Regions from separate parts of the Drosophila melanogaster genome. Here region 1 is linked to region 2. Evidence: chromatin contacts called from public Hi-C data. All regions are on one chromosome and are shown on one strand. The core of a region is the stretch at or near the end of the contact, and the rest is flanking DNA. Distances in the headings are between cores, read along the strand shown.

Region 1 (6,821 bases), core at 2,905-5,404, 210 kb before region 2:
ATGAAACTAGCAACAAGTCTACGCAAACTGACGAGCGACCGAGTTACTTCCTTTGCTCAATAAGTAATGGAAACGATTGTAAATTCAGTATTTATGACGACGTCAGCCCCATTGAATCTCATTTCCGTAATCGCCCGGAGTACAGGGAACTCTTCAAGGAGATATTTGGAGTGCTCAAGAAGGCAGCTGATAATAACGAAGAAGACAAGCTTCCGTCCCTGCATGACGACGCACAGATTACAGAAAAATTACCCTTGGTGGCGGCCAAAGTACCCCCGGTAACACCCGAGAGGGAGGAATCTCCAGATGACTTCATTGACGACACACAGAGCGTCGTATCCTCAGTTATATCCAACCAGTCCATTGCAATGTCCGAGTGCGTTACCAAACTGGAGCGGAAGACAGCCAAAAAACACATCTTTGATGTCCGAAACCAACAAAACCAATCGTCCCTAACGCAATCCACTTTGTTAAACAGCTCCTCGAAGGAAACAACTGTCGGCGAACCGAATTATAAACCCATAAGGGAGAATGGCCAGATACTTACTCCACTCAAGCGCGAACCACTCGAATATCTAACCGTAGGTGTCGGAATCAAGAAGAAGAACCGACGAAAGCACCGAAACCAAAGCTCATCTGGAGATCGCATCGAATTGTTTAACTCCCGGGAATTTACTCCCAGGAACAGTCCTCTGGCCATGAACAACCGTGGTGGTGGACAAGGGAGCTCAAAGATGTGTACGGATACATTGAATGCTGAATTCGGACGCAGTAACCGCAGACGGACAACTCCATCCTCAAGCAACTGGAATGGCTCTCCCATGGTGATCTATAACAAGAATATGAATACTCCCCAAACTTCTCGGGGCCGAGTAATAGAGCTCAATGGCGTCGAGTTTTATCATAACACGGTATCGCAAGACTTACATAAACTTAAAAAGTTAGACTTATCCTACGCCGAAGTTTTGCGCCGGGCCGATGCCGGCGAACATGGACCCACAAGATCACATTCCCAGCGACAGCAACACAACGGAGCCAACATTCGCAAGAGTCATCATCATCAGTTTCGTCAAAAGTAAACTTGTTTAGAGAATGTAAATAAGCAATTAAACAGTGCATTCTAGCCATAGGGCATTCTACCATTTTTAAATTGTGTGTGCCATGCAGTCTAGTCCGCTTTTTCATGTATAGACAGTTAAATAACAATAACTAAATAACTATAATCGGAAATTTAATTTTATTTCAGCATGATAAAATAAATAATTTAATGACCTACAGAAATCTTACTCTTTCACGATATTCAGCCAAGTTTCAATAGGAATATATGTAGTTGCTTTACAAATTCAGATATAAAAAAGTAAACATTTATTGTTAACTTACAAAGTAAAGGCAAATAAAATATTCTTGCACTTTCATGATATGCCCGTCTAACTACTTTCCAGACTTCCGTTGGTAATGCCCAGTTTGCTAAGCAAACTTATTATATCGCTGTTCGTTCTCATGACAGCCATAACTTCCTGTTGCTGCTGCTGCATGACCCTTAGCCGATTCCGCTCCTCTATCTTGGCCAGCTGATTATTGTTGTTTATGGTCTTTGTGTCCACATCCAGCTTCAGCTCCGACTTAACGTGATACAACTCATCGCGTATTCCGTTCAACTTTCTTTCGCAATCGCGCACGTCCTTCTCCAAAATTTGAGTTTTAAGGTAGACGGTCTGAGCCAACTTATACCAGTCCGCCAGGCACTCTGCGATTTGTGCCACTGTCGGATTTACGTTATCCAAAAGCAAGGCCTTTATCCGTTTGCCATTGTGATCCACTTTAATCTTCTCCAGGGCATGAAACTGTTCGTCGTTGTAGGTCAGTGTGCGCGTTGCACGATCCCGGAGCAAGTGCTGCCAGGAGTCCCGCAGCCTTTCTACCAGATACTTGGCCTGGGCACTGGCTCTGGTCTTGCAAGGACACTTCTTTCCGTGCATGGAGGAGGTCCATTGATCGCTGGATAAGAAATCGATTGGAATTATAACTTAATCCAAGCATATTTCCAACAAAACCTACTTAAGTTCGTCATCTATCACAAAATGTTTGTGCATCTGCGAGATCACATCCGCGGCTCCATCAAAGTCGCTTTTGACATTTTCCAAGGCAGTCAGCAGGGTCTTTATCTCCTGATCTCCTTTAGTCTAAAAGAATACCAATGCGATTATACCAAGGAGTTATCCACAGGGAGACCTAGCCACTTACCACTCTGGCCATGCTGTGCACCACATCTGCATAATCAATCACAGTGGAAAGCAAGTTGTCAAAACTCTCAGTTTTTCTGAAATTTAATTAACTTATTATTTGATAATAAAGTTTCTCCTCCTTTTACTTACTTCAATAGTAGAGTTATTGTGGTCACTAGCATCTCTATGAAGTGCTCCACTCCCTTCTTAATAAGGATATCCATGGAAGTAAAGATGTCCACGCGTCTTTTGCATTCATGGCCAACGCTGCAAGCGGACTTTGCCAGACTGGCGTCGTTCTCCACTGAAACATTGGGAGGGAACACTGGGAACTTGGGGAGATCTAATTGCTGGGGCAACTGAACATTGTTGTCGTCGTTGCTGTAGAGGAATATTGGCTGATCTGTTGTGGTGGCAGGGAATGCTTTAGCTGGAATGTATAAATTGTTTTTCAATTACCATTATATTTAAAAGGCACTGACTCACCTATCGTTCGTGGAGTAACCTTCTTCTCCAGATGCTCGTTGTTGAACAAAAGGATCTGCTTCTCCAGCGGCACCTCTGTTTGCAGGAAAATACGCTCTCGGAAGTTGTCAATTTGCTCGTCTGGCTCTAGGAACACTTCCACCGAACTAGTCCGATTGGTGAAGAACACATGAATGACACGCTTGCGGAGGATGAGCGTCACCTCGTGGAAGAAACGATCGAAAGACCAGGTCTTTTCCCTATTCTCCTCGAGAAGTCCAGCTAGAAGAGGCGTCACCAGGGTTTTCAGTCCCTGCGAGAGATGGGCGTGCGGTGGCAACGTGGTGGACCATTCAATTGGTCCATTCTCGGACAGCTGAGTGCCGGAAATCACCCCAGAAGCCTTTTTGGTAGTGATTTGGTGCATGGTCTCTCGGTTTTTCCTTCCACCAAAAGGTCTAAAAGGCAGATTTCCGGTGGCCACATGGTAGAGCGTGACCCCAATCGACCACAAATCCACATTGGCGGTGAACGATCGCTGGATTGACTTCCTCAGCACAGCGCGCTCGTAGAGATCGGGATGAAGATACTCTTCTGTGCCGTATAGAGAGGCAAACGGCTGATTATCCTCCAGTTCTCTAGCAGCACCGAAATCAGTAAGCTTGTATATGGTTTGCCCGTCCTCCGAGATGAACTTCATTATGTTTCCGGGCTTCAGATCGCGATGCACCAGCTTGTTATCCCGCAAGTGCTTCATTCCGGCGCACAAGTGTTCCAAGACCAGCAGGAACTCGTGTTCCGGCAGACCGTACGAGTTCTCAGGATCGTCCAGGATGTTAAAGAGACTTCCGCCTGTGCAGAGCTCCATCACGATCACCTTACCACGCCCCTCTTGATCCTCCTCGATCGCCAACAGCTTTACTATATTCTCGTGGTTGACCTTTTTCAGGGCCTCGAACTCCCGCATCTGCACATCAGCCGGTCGCATGTGACTGTAGGGATTAAAGGTCTTCACCGCCACCGATTCGCCGGTGATCTTGTTGACCCCCTAAAAGACAAGGAAAATACGAAAGGAAAGTGAGTCAGGTGGGAAATTCGGAACACCGTTAAGCACACTAACCTGGAACACGGAACCGGTGGCTCCCTTTCCCAGGACGCTGGTGGTGCACCACACATAGCTCACGGAACCGCGCAGGAAGGACATTTCGCGGCTGTTTTCCTCCTATTTTTTATTTTTTGATATAACTCCAAGCGCCTTCTCGATTGTGACAAACAAAAACACTGGTAAGGAAGGTCTATCGATAATACGATAACACTGCAAAACAACATGTTTATTTTGGAACTATCAATAAAATATATAATTATTCTATTTAGATTGTCTGTTTTATTACGTACACACACAATTGTATTAAACATATCTGCTAGGGAAATATTATAACCCGTTTCATGTTCTTTGTTAACCAGTGCAGTCGATAGAAAGTACTGTGACTGCTTCCCACAATAGCTGCTACTTCGATAGCTGCCTATCGCGTGCACGGGCACCTCCAGTTTTTTGTTATTTTACGTGCGCGTTGACATTTTTGCAGCGCTTTTTGATTTATTATTATTATTTTAACTAAATCACAATGGAGCTGGCCGCATGCTAAACCCGAGATCGATATCGAGTGAAAAAATATCACCGAATCCATGTCAAAAGCTCTGGCCCGACGGTACACGTACTTTTTGGCGAACGCGGGCCTCGCCTGTTCGCAAAAATAGTATAGTAAATTAGCGAATTGGGCACTAGCCACGGTTAAGTTAAGTCAAAGCGACTAAAACGATGCACATGCGGCTGCACTTGGTGCGCTTTATGTTCATAAATCTGCTGCTGAGGTGAGCTGACACAGATACCATCCATGCCTATATGGAGCGATTTCTAAGTGGATTTTCCGATTGCAGCTGCTGTTTCTGGTTGTACGACAATGTGGCAGCTGCAGACTCACAAATCCCAAGCAGGGCTGGCGACTCAGCCAAGGATGCAGCTCGGAAAACCCACATAGAGCCCGAGGAACCGGCGGCGCCTCCAAGGCCGGAACCTCCACCCCCGCCACTCCACAACGGAGCTGGAGTTTTGTTGCCCTCTGCACAGGAGGGCGTGCCCATCGTTGCCACATCCTCCTCCTCCTCCTTCGCCGAAGTGCCCCAAACTGGCAATCGGCCAATATCTGGGGACACGTCAGTGCCTGTAAAGGAGCTGCCCGCGCTATCTGACCAGCAGCGGACCAAAAGCCATAGTGAATATATTAGTGAAATCGATTTAGCCGCTGATGTGGGTGGCGCGTCCTCATCCACCGCCCAAGTGCCAAATAATCAATTAAATTATAATAAGCGTAGCAGTGCCGGTAAAGTGCATAGATTTAGTGAATCGCAGCAATTAGACCAACCAAAGCAATTGGAGCAGGAGGAGCCGGCGACGGGGCAGCCGAAAGCGCCGGAGCTGCAGGAACCACCACAACTACCGCAGGCGGAAGAAAGGTGAGTGGTTTATTGATCCCACACTCGCGGTCAATGTTGTAGTGGTTATGCAGGATTTATAAGAATACCTTTAGCTTGGAATTTATATAATATTATTGTTGTGGATAAGTGAGTTATATATTTTTGGAAAAGATAATTTTATTTTGGAGATCTATTATAATAATTTAGTTTGAAACCTTTTTACTTCAAAGTTCACCGCTGCCGTTTGTACACCTAGTTACATGTATGTGCACACTTCATGGGGTTTTCGCTGATAAGTTCTTGTGACGCACTGACGTGCCTTTCTATTTGTGTTTCCACGGGAAGTATTTCCCGCTGGCGTAATTTTTGTCATTAGTATGAAAGTATTTTTCAATCGACGTGACTTATTTACTTGAACTTGAACATGAAAGAGGGCTACAACAAAGGCCAATGCTAACTTATTTAAAAGGGAAAGAAGGAAACTGACGAAAAATACAGGGGCTTAATGTGTGAGGCATATAAAAAAGGCAAAAAGTGTACTGCATCGCTGATATGCAATTACCCATCCCATGAAGGAGCACAGCCTTGAGCCAAAGAGATTAGCCAGTACGGAAACTAAGAATAATAACTAAATACATGGTCATATGTACATAGATGAAATTCCCAGGCGAACGCAGTCATCTCAAAACTCGCGCTGTTATCAGCTGAATTAAGGCTATAGTGTTTTATATAGGGGCTCTTAGTCCCCCAATGACCCTTATCAGTACTCGGGGCTTGTTGTTGTCACGTCTTGAGGTGGTGGGCACGATTTAGGTTCGCTCACATGCTGCAGCCCACCAACAGCTGGATGAGATCAAAGATGCCTTTCACTCACTAGCTTGTTGGCAAGGTCATCGCAAAATGTTTAGCTGGCGCTTTGCTTTTGTTGCCTATAAATAGAACTGTCCAATAACATGATTATCGATGGGATACGATGCTATCCACCACACCAGATGCGTGAGACATCCGAGCGTTTTCCAACATTTTCCCCGGCATTTCCCAGAGTTTTGTTTACTTACTTGCACGCGAGTGTGCCACGTCGTTAATCTTTGTGGCTGCGACTGCAATTTGTTTTGCTCGTACGCCATGCATAGTATAACGTAGTAACCACATTCACTTGTTTTCGTTTCATTGATAGAGCTGGCTGGCTATTGATTAAGTGCAATAATTGCAGCGAGCTACGTAACTGGCATCTATTCTTAGATGTTCTCTGGCGCCACACACTTTCATGGGTGCTATCTTATCAAGTTTCAGATTTCGATCTGCTCACAGATATCTCATATTTTTTCTTTGTTAATTACTTTGCAGTTCTAGAATGCTTTTCCTCGAGATATATGATTGATTTTGTCTCGAGACGATTGGTTATTGAACGGAATGCGCTATTGGTTTATACACATGTAATGACTGCCCAAAACGTTGTCTCTGGAAATTCCTTTCGCCAATTTAGGTGCTTATATAGCCCTGGGTTTATTGCGTTTTAGCAGTTAAACCGACATGTGCTAAAGTATTTCAAATATAACTCATTCGCGGGCATTTCGTAACCGGGGGCCAAACTATATGTGAATTATATACGAAACTGTCTCTGTCCAGACCCAACGCCACTTCCATACCGACCGA
Region 2 (6,872 bases), core at 995-3,494:
CAATTTTACTGGCGCTTCTTTGCCATACAGCGAAATTAAATATATTAACATACATACCTTTTATGGTAGCTAAACGGTGTGTAGATATAAATAAATGCGCTGCTTTCAAAAACTGCGATGTGAGATCTCAAAAGAGACTGCAGAGACTGCTGCCAGTTCCTGTTTGGGGGAAAGGGCTCCAGAGCGGCGCAGTGGACAATTATTCAATTATTTCTGAACGCTAATTAGTCGAACAACTAGAGAGCCACAATGATTATTGTTTCTTCTTTTGACATTAGCACACGCAAAAAGCGGGAGAATGAAATCAATTAGGCGAGCCAGCGCACAGGATGGAAAATAATCTGGCCACGAGTCCGGCGATGATTATTGTGATGGATATTTCATGTGACACCAGCGGCACCGGCGGAGTGACCTCATTGCATTGGCTGACATTTCTGATGCTGCTGCTTTGTTTCCGTTTCCGCTGGGCCCGTTTTGACAGCTGCGCACGGACCACCCACCACATTCGCCCACTCGAAATTCAATTTTCCGCCGTTTTTATGATAATTTATAGGGCTTATTAATTTATGTGCAAAACTCGCGGGACCGAATGAATTGATTTGTGTCCGCGCATAAATGTGCCATTTCGCATTAGGCACATTTACCCAATTCATTACACTAAATTGTCACAGTATTTTCTAAGATAAGTAATTTACATGCATTGTGAGCCGATCGGAGAAACTGAACTGAAGCACCAAGAAAGAATCGTGTGGCAAAGCCAGCGAGGTAACCTCTTACCATATGCCAATTATGTTGCCCCAATATTATGCCATTGGATACACTTGAGTAGCTACCCCTGCAAAAAATGCCTATCTAAAGACATATTTGACTATGTATAATATGTGGGATTGATCAGGCGGAACGACACGAAATTTATATGATAGATGCCAACGGTTGACATTATACAGGGATTTTCAAGAAACAAAATATTGTCAAACATCATTTTAAAATATTTTAACTGTGTTATATTTAGTACTACAAAATGAACTTTAATTTTTCTAGTGCGTATATTTACATCATTTCGACACATGAACTTTACATTTGCCCGTGTTTTTTACATTCTCGGTATTTTACTCTCAATCCCGTTCATGTGCCTTTAACGCCATCTGGCGTTTGTTGCCACAATCAGTTCAGAAGTGGGAAATTTATTTCAAAAAATGTGTTTGTAATTGCTGTAATTAAATGTTAAAACGAAAAAATAAAACAATTTTTTAATATATTTATATATATAGGGTACAGCTTTCAGGGTCGGAATAGCAAGGCGAATTGAAAAACTGTTATGGCTATTCTATCCTTTGGGCTATTCTATTCCAGATAGAAATAAATACAAAGATCCGATTAAAAGAGTGTCCGCTAAATACCAAAGTCGTTGTGGTAAAATATTTAGCAACAGATAAAGTTACTTTATAGTTACACTGTTCAATGATTGCAAAATATTGGCCACTCATCGAAGTGTTTACTTTTGAGAAGGAAAGTGTCCTCGAAGAAATCATTAGAGCACTTTTGGAAGCAAGATTTTCATCTAGGCACCGAAGATATTCAAATGCATTATGTTCATATTACTTTAGAACGACCCGATAGCTTGGCAGAAGGACATGTTCTTCAATGAACGTTTTAAATTATCCAACTTTCAAATCCAACAGACATAATGAAAATTTAAATAAAATACTAAACATATATGTTTATTTCATATTATGATTTTTACGGATTACGAGGCCTCATGAAATATTTTATTTTATCACTATAAATATTATTTTTAATAATTTTCCGACTTACTCACTACTCATTTTTAAATGCATGGCGAAATCGAACTCAAATCAAATCAAAATAGGGGGAAATGACAGGTGCTTTGCTGAAAATTATCGAGAGTTGAGTGCAGTGTTGGTAAGTACTTATTTGAAGAAGCTTAATGGGCATCGGTTTGTGTTTTTTAAACTTTTGGCGATTAAAAAGAAGGTTTTAAATATAAGACGTTGTTAAGATGATTCGGCACACTAAGATCAAAACAATGTTTGTTTTCTAACAAGATATGATGAGTTCAAATGAATCTCCACTTAATTCTTCATTACCCTTTACCAAATGAGTGGTAAATGTAAAATGCGTAGTTTTATTAACAATATGTATCCGATTTTGAAATGCAAGTTATCTTTTTTTTTTTTGAGTGCTTTAGAACCGCTCCAAAAATCACGTCTCGCGATCTGGTAACACTGCACAAAGTGTAATATAAAGCCCGGCTTGCAGATAACGAACTGAAAATTGTGCAAACCACAGAGGTCATATGATTCTTCGCGATATGGGAGAAGCCACAGTGAGAGCTGCACTGTTAGCGGTTTTGGGAATCCTGCTGATCGCGGGCTGTGATTGCAGCCAGCGGTTCAAGTACGAGATCAAGGAGTTCCAGGTGCCGCTGGACCATTTCAGCTTCCTGATCAACGCCACCTTCAACATCCGGTACTTGTACAACGACTCGTTCGTGGACAAGAGCAATGCCCGCACCCCGATTTTCTTCTACACGGGCAACGAGGGGGACATCGAACTCTTCGCCCAGAATACCGGATTCCTGTGGGAGCAGGCGGAACGACAGCGGGCTCTGGTGATCTTTGCGGAGCATCGTTACTATGGAAAGTCATTGCCCTTCGGTAGCTCCACGTTCAACACCAGCCTGCCGGAGCACTTGGCTTACTTCACAGTGGAGCAGACGCTCGAGGACTACGCCATGCTGATCACGTTCCTGCGGAACGATCGCCAGATGCCCGTGGTGGCCTTCGGGGGCTCCTATGGCGGAATGCTGGCCGCCTGGTTCCGGATGAAGTATCCGCATTTGGTCAACGGAGCCCTGGCAGCCTCGGCGCCCGTTCTGCAGTTCCCCGGGATAACCGATTGCGACATCTTCTACAGGATTGTGACATCGGTGTTCCAGAATGCCTACAACGAAAACTGCACCTTGAATATTGCCAAGTCGTGGAAACTCTTCGAGACTCTGGGCGCCAGCGAGGCCGGCAAGAAGCAGATATCGGATGCATTCCACCTATGCAATGCCCTGAAGAACGACGACGATCTGAAGAAGTTCCTGGACTACGTGGAGGAGGTGTACAGCAATCTCGCCATGGTCAATTACCCGTACAACAGCAGTTTCCTGGCCCCATTACCTGCCTATCCCGTGAGGCAGGTGTGCTACTACCTGAAGGAGCTGCATTCCACCGACGCCGATTTGCTGCACGCCATGTCCAGCGCTTTGGCTGTCTACACCAACTACACACAGTCCGCCAAGTGCCTCGATATATCCGTCAACTCCAACGCCGATGACTCCGGTTGGAATATCCAGAGCTGCAACCAGATGGTGATGCCCATCTGCTCCAATGGCTCCGAAACCATGTTCCGCACGTCCAGCTGGAACTTCAAGGATTACGCGGAAAAGTGCTACAAGAACTACCGTCTCACCCCCAAGCCATACGACATCATTCTGCGCTATGGCGGCAGAAACCTGGAGGCTGCGACCAACATCATCTTCAGCAACGGTCTTCTGGATCCCTGGAGCGGTGGCGGTGTGCTTCAGGCTCCCAACGACAAGGTCTTCGTCATCATCCTGCCCGAGGGAGCCCATCACTTGGACTTGCGCCACAGCGATCCGGCCGATCCACCTTCTGTGCGCGATGCCCGCGATAAGGAAGCAGCCATCATAGCACGATGGATCCAAGATTTCTGAAGCGAGATTACTTTTACCCATACTGAATCGCTCCACTATGGGGATTCATATTATATAACAGCCGAGCAAGGCCAGATTAATCAAATATTTGGTATTCTTAAACCAAGGAACAAATTATGAAACACTCAGTTTAAGATCACAAAAATTATAAGCCATACTAAAGTTTTTTGAATTGAAGATCCTGTTTGCACATTCGATTAATATGGAGTATTTAGTAGTTTTGTGAAATACTATATTTTCATTAACTATGATGGAGAAGGATGACGTTTTGGACCTGGCAATGGTGAATAGGACTAGTTCATTATTTACTTGGATTGCCAATATAATTCATAAAAACAAATAGAAATTTATACAATTGGAACGCATTTGACTAATCGATGGATACGCTGGATATTTCCATGGAGCTGTTATCATCCGAGGGCGCCTGCTCGGGCGGATTCGAAGGGCCACCGGATGTGCCAGGCGTTTCCTCGGTGGACATTGTGACAGCAGTTGCCGATGGCGTGGTGGTGGTGCCGCTGGCAGGCGCGGTTAAGCTAGTCCTGCTCGACTGGGATCGACGCATGCCCTGAATCAGGTTTCGGTCCGGACGCAAGCTGATCAGGGAGCTACTCGAGGCGCTCTCCGCAGCTACGGTGGTCGTGGAGGTAGTCGTGGTGGCTATGGATGTGATGGGAACTCGAACTCGCACATCCTGGAGCTCCCACTCCATCTCGTCCTCGGAACTGGTATCTGCATTCGCCACGGCCGTCGAAGTTTTTACCTTCTTCTGTCCCTCAGCATTGCGCTTCCAGTCAATCGTCTTCAGCAGCGCCTTTGCCTCCATTTTGCGCTAAAAAGATTGAGTGTTTTCGTTAAATTCATTACAAATTTCCTAAAACAATGCACCCACATCCTCTGAGTCTAGGCATTTGTAAGCGTAATAGGCGGCTCGTTCGTACTCGCCCTTCTTCTCGTAATAATTGGCCAGCGTGATGAACCCTTGGTAGAGGCTCTGCTTATCGGTGGCCGCCCGCTCATCCTCGCAGTACATGATGTAGCAATGGACCGCCGTCTCGTGGTCGCCGAGCTTCTCGTGCAGATTGGCCAGTTTGTACATCGCTATGCCCTCTATGTCACCCACATCGATGGCCTTCCAGTAGCACTTCACAGCATTTTCGCACTTGTCCAGCTTCTCATAGGTCTCGCCCAAGGCAACCAGCATTCGAGAGTCGTAGGGACGCAGTTGGTGGGCGATTTTAAAGTAGTACAGGCTGTAGTAGTGCATTTTAATGATCTCGTAGGCCTGGCCCAGTCCATACCAGGCGCGATAGTCCCGCTTGTTGACCTCCACTGCCTTTCGGTAGCTCTGTATGGCTGCATTTGTGTTTTTCAGCTCCATGAACTCGTGTCCCATCAAGGTCCAGGCCGCCAGATACTTGGGATTCAGTTTCAGGGCGCGTTGAAAGTAGGAAATGGCCACCTGGTGATCACAGCGGATACTGTAGTAGTTGCCTGATGGAAAAGCGTGTATTATGGTAAGCTATAACATTAAAGCAAAGCAGAGCCTAACCTATTACACAACACGTCTCCGGGCGGTACTTGTTGATGCTGACAGCCTTGTGGGCCAACTGTGCCATTTCGGTTTTCATCTCCTTGACGAACAGCAGATTGGAATAGGTGTCCACATTGTCCAGGCGGTAGGGATCGCTCTCGAGAAGCGCCTGGTACAGCTCAATCGCCTTGTCCACATCCCGCTTATTGTGATAGACCAGAGCCATCTGGGCAATCAAGTAGATGCTCTTGCTGAAACCCGATGCCTGCAGGTCCTCGTAGATCTTCAGGCCGTCGTCGTTGAGGTACAGCTCCAGGTAAGTGTGCGCCATGAAGAAGTGCCGCATCCAGTGACCACCCAGCTGCAGGCTCAGCAGTTTCTTCTTCTCCATGATGAGGGGCGAGAGCTCCAGATAGGCGCTCCACAGCATGGGTACCAGTCTGATGGCCTGGACCAGCATTTGCTCGGCGGCCTGGTTGAGATTCAGTGCTTTCAGGACTACTCCGTATAAGTATATTCCGTAGCCATCGAGCCGACTTTTGCCGTATTCCATGCGCAACGTAGCCAGCAGGTCGGCGAGATCGCGCATCTGATTCGGTTCGTGCAGATTCGCCTGGTCCGTGGTCGAGTCCAGTCGCCGCTTTTCCCTGGCCATGTAGCTGGAATAGAAGTGCAGGAAGCGCGGAACACTGGACTCGCAGTTCCTGACCGCATGCGCCGCCCTGTCGTACTCCCTCACGTCGTAGTAGCTCTTGGCCAGGAAGTAGTCGCTGTACTCCTCCGGCGCAATCCCCTCCAGCTGACACTCGCTGAATGTGCGATCCTCATCAGGCGCCTCATTGTCTATGTGCACATCGGCCAGTCCGTGATGCATTTCCGCCAGCCACTTGGTGCTGTGCAGGAGGCCCCGCTTGGAGCACTCGATGATCCCGCGGCGCAGCTCCCGCTTCACATCCGGCAGCAGCACGCTGAAGAACTTCTGCATCGCCATTGTTCCGGATTTGTTTGGAAAGGCTATGAAAACAATTTTATTTGCCGGCGCGCTTCGCCTAGTGGTGTGCTAACTAAACTATCGGACATTGATATTCGTGTGTATCGATAAGTGCGTGGGGGTGCTCCTTAGGTGACCAGTCACTAGATAGATAGCTAGTAGGTTAGTAATGAGCTCTGCTTGAATTACAAATATGGAGTGGTTTTTACAGGCAAAAGATTAGATTACTTCTATAGTTGTGCGAATATGTACTTCCGTAAATTATTTTTTATAATATGAATAACATTATGAAAACCGTGACTGGTTCACAAAGATAACAGAGTGTGTGCAGACACCTGGTCACACCTAGAGGGATGGTTTACTAAGAGGGGAGAAATAAACGCTGACCATAACAAACTGCGCAACAACAACAATACAGATTAGGCAGAAAACAACAAAATTGCAAAGCCAACGCTTTTGTTAAAACAATAACAGCCACTCTTGACGTCGTTTTGCGCAGGGAAGTGCGACCGCCGAAGTTCCGCATACACACATACGCACACACACATAGTTTAAAGGTCAAATCTCAGCTGACGGAAAGTGCGCAGACCACAAGGGCTCCA

The links. Hi-C and Micro-C count contacts between places; a contact is called where the count stands out from the background.
Region 1: a Hi-C map of the Kc167 cell line shows a contact between it and region 2, with 7 times the contacts expected there. The contact joins the promoter of IKKepsilon here to the promoter of CG2493 in region 2. A contact is called at or near these places in 3 of 107 Hi-C or Micro-C datasets (the Kc167 cell line and the S2 cell line) and 1 of 6 datasets of contacts at active chromatin or transcription factors (the Kc167 cell line).

What each region holds. Positions count from the first base shown.
Region 1 is chr2L:20,673,378-20,680,198 of dm6, reverse strand. It overlaps IKKepsilon (I-kappaB kinase epsilon), which reads right to left and starts at 4,154. Exons shown (of 7, transcript NM_136204.3): 1 at 4,086-4,154; 2 at 3,811-4,005; 3 at 2,712-3,738; 4 at 2,376-2,655; 5 at 2,245-2,320; 6 at 2,059-2,183; 7 at 1,220-1,998. The coding sequence starts at 3,894. The coding sequence ends at 1,428. CG31678 reads left to right here and starts at 4,258. Exons shown (of 6, transcript NM_165336.3): 1 at 4,258-4,562; 2 at 4,629-5,204. The coding sequence starts at 4,510. Cen (Centrocortin) reads left to right here. Exons shown (of 2, transcript NM_136205.4): 2 at 1-1,278. The coding sequence ends at 1,079.
Region 2 is chr2L:20,458,816-20,465,687 of dm6, reverse strand. CG2493 reads left to right here and starts at 2,244. Exons shown (of 1, transcript NM_136193.2): 1 at 2,244-4,103. The coding sequence starts at 2,318. The coding sequence ends at 3,745. It overlaps lncRNA:CR44980 (long non-coding RNA:CR44980), which reads left to right. Exons shown (of 2, transcript NR_124394.1): 2 at 279-1,186. CG18858 reads left to right here and starts at 6,613. Exons shown (of 4, transcript NM_001273699.1): 1 at 6,613-6,872. It overlaps Cdc23 (Cell division cycle 23), which reads right to left and starts at 6,346. Exons shown (of 3, transcript NM_136192.3): 1 at 5,298-6,346; 2 at 4,638-5,239; 3 at 3,959-4,577. The coding sequence starts at 6,270. The coding sequence ends at 4,116.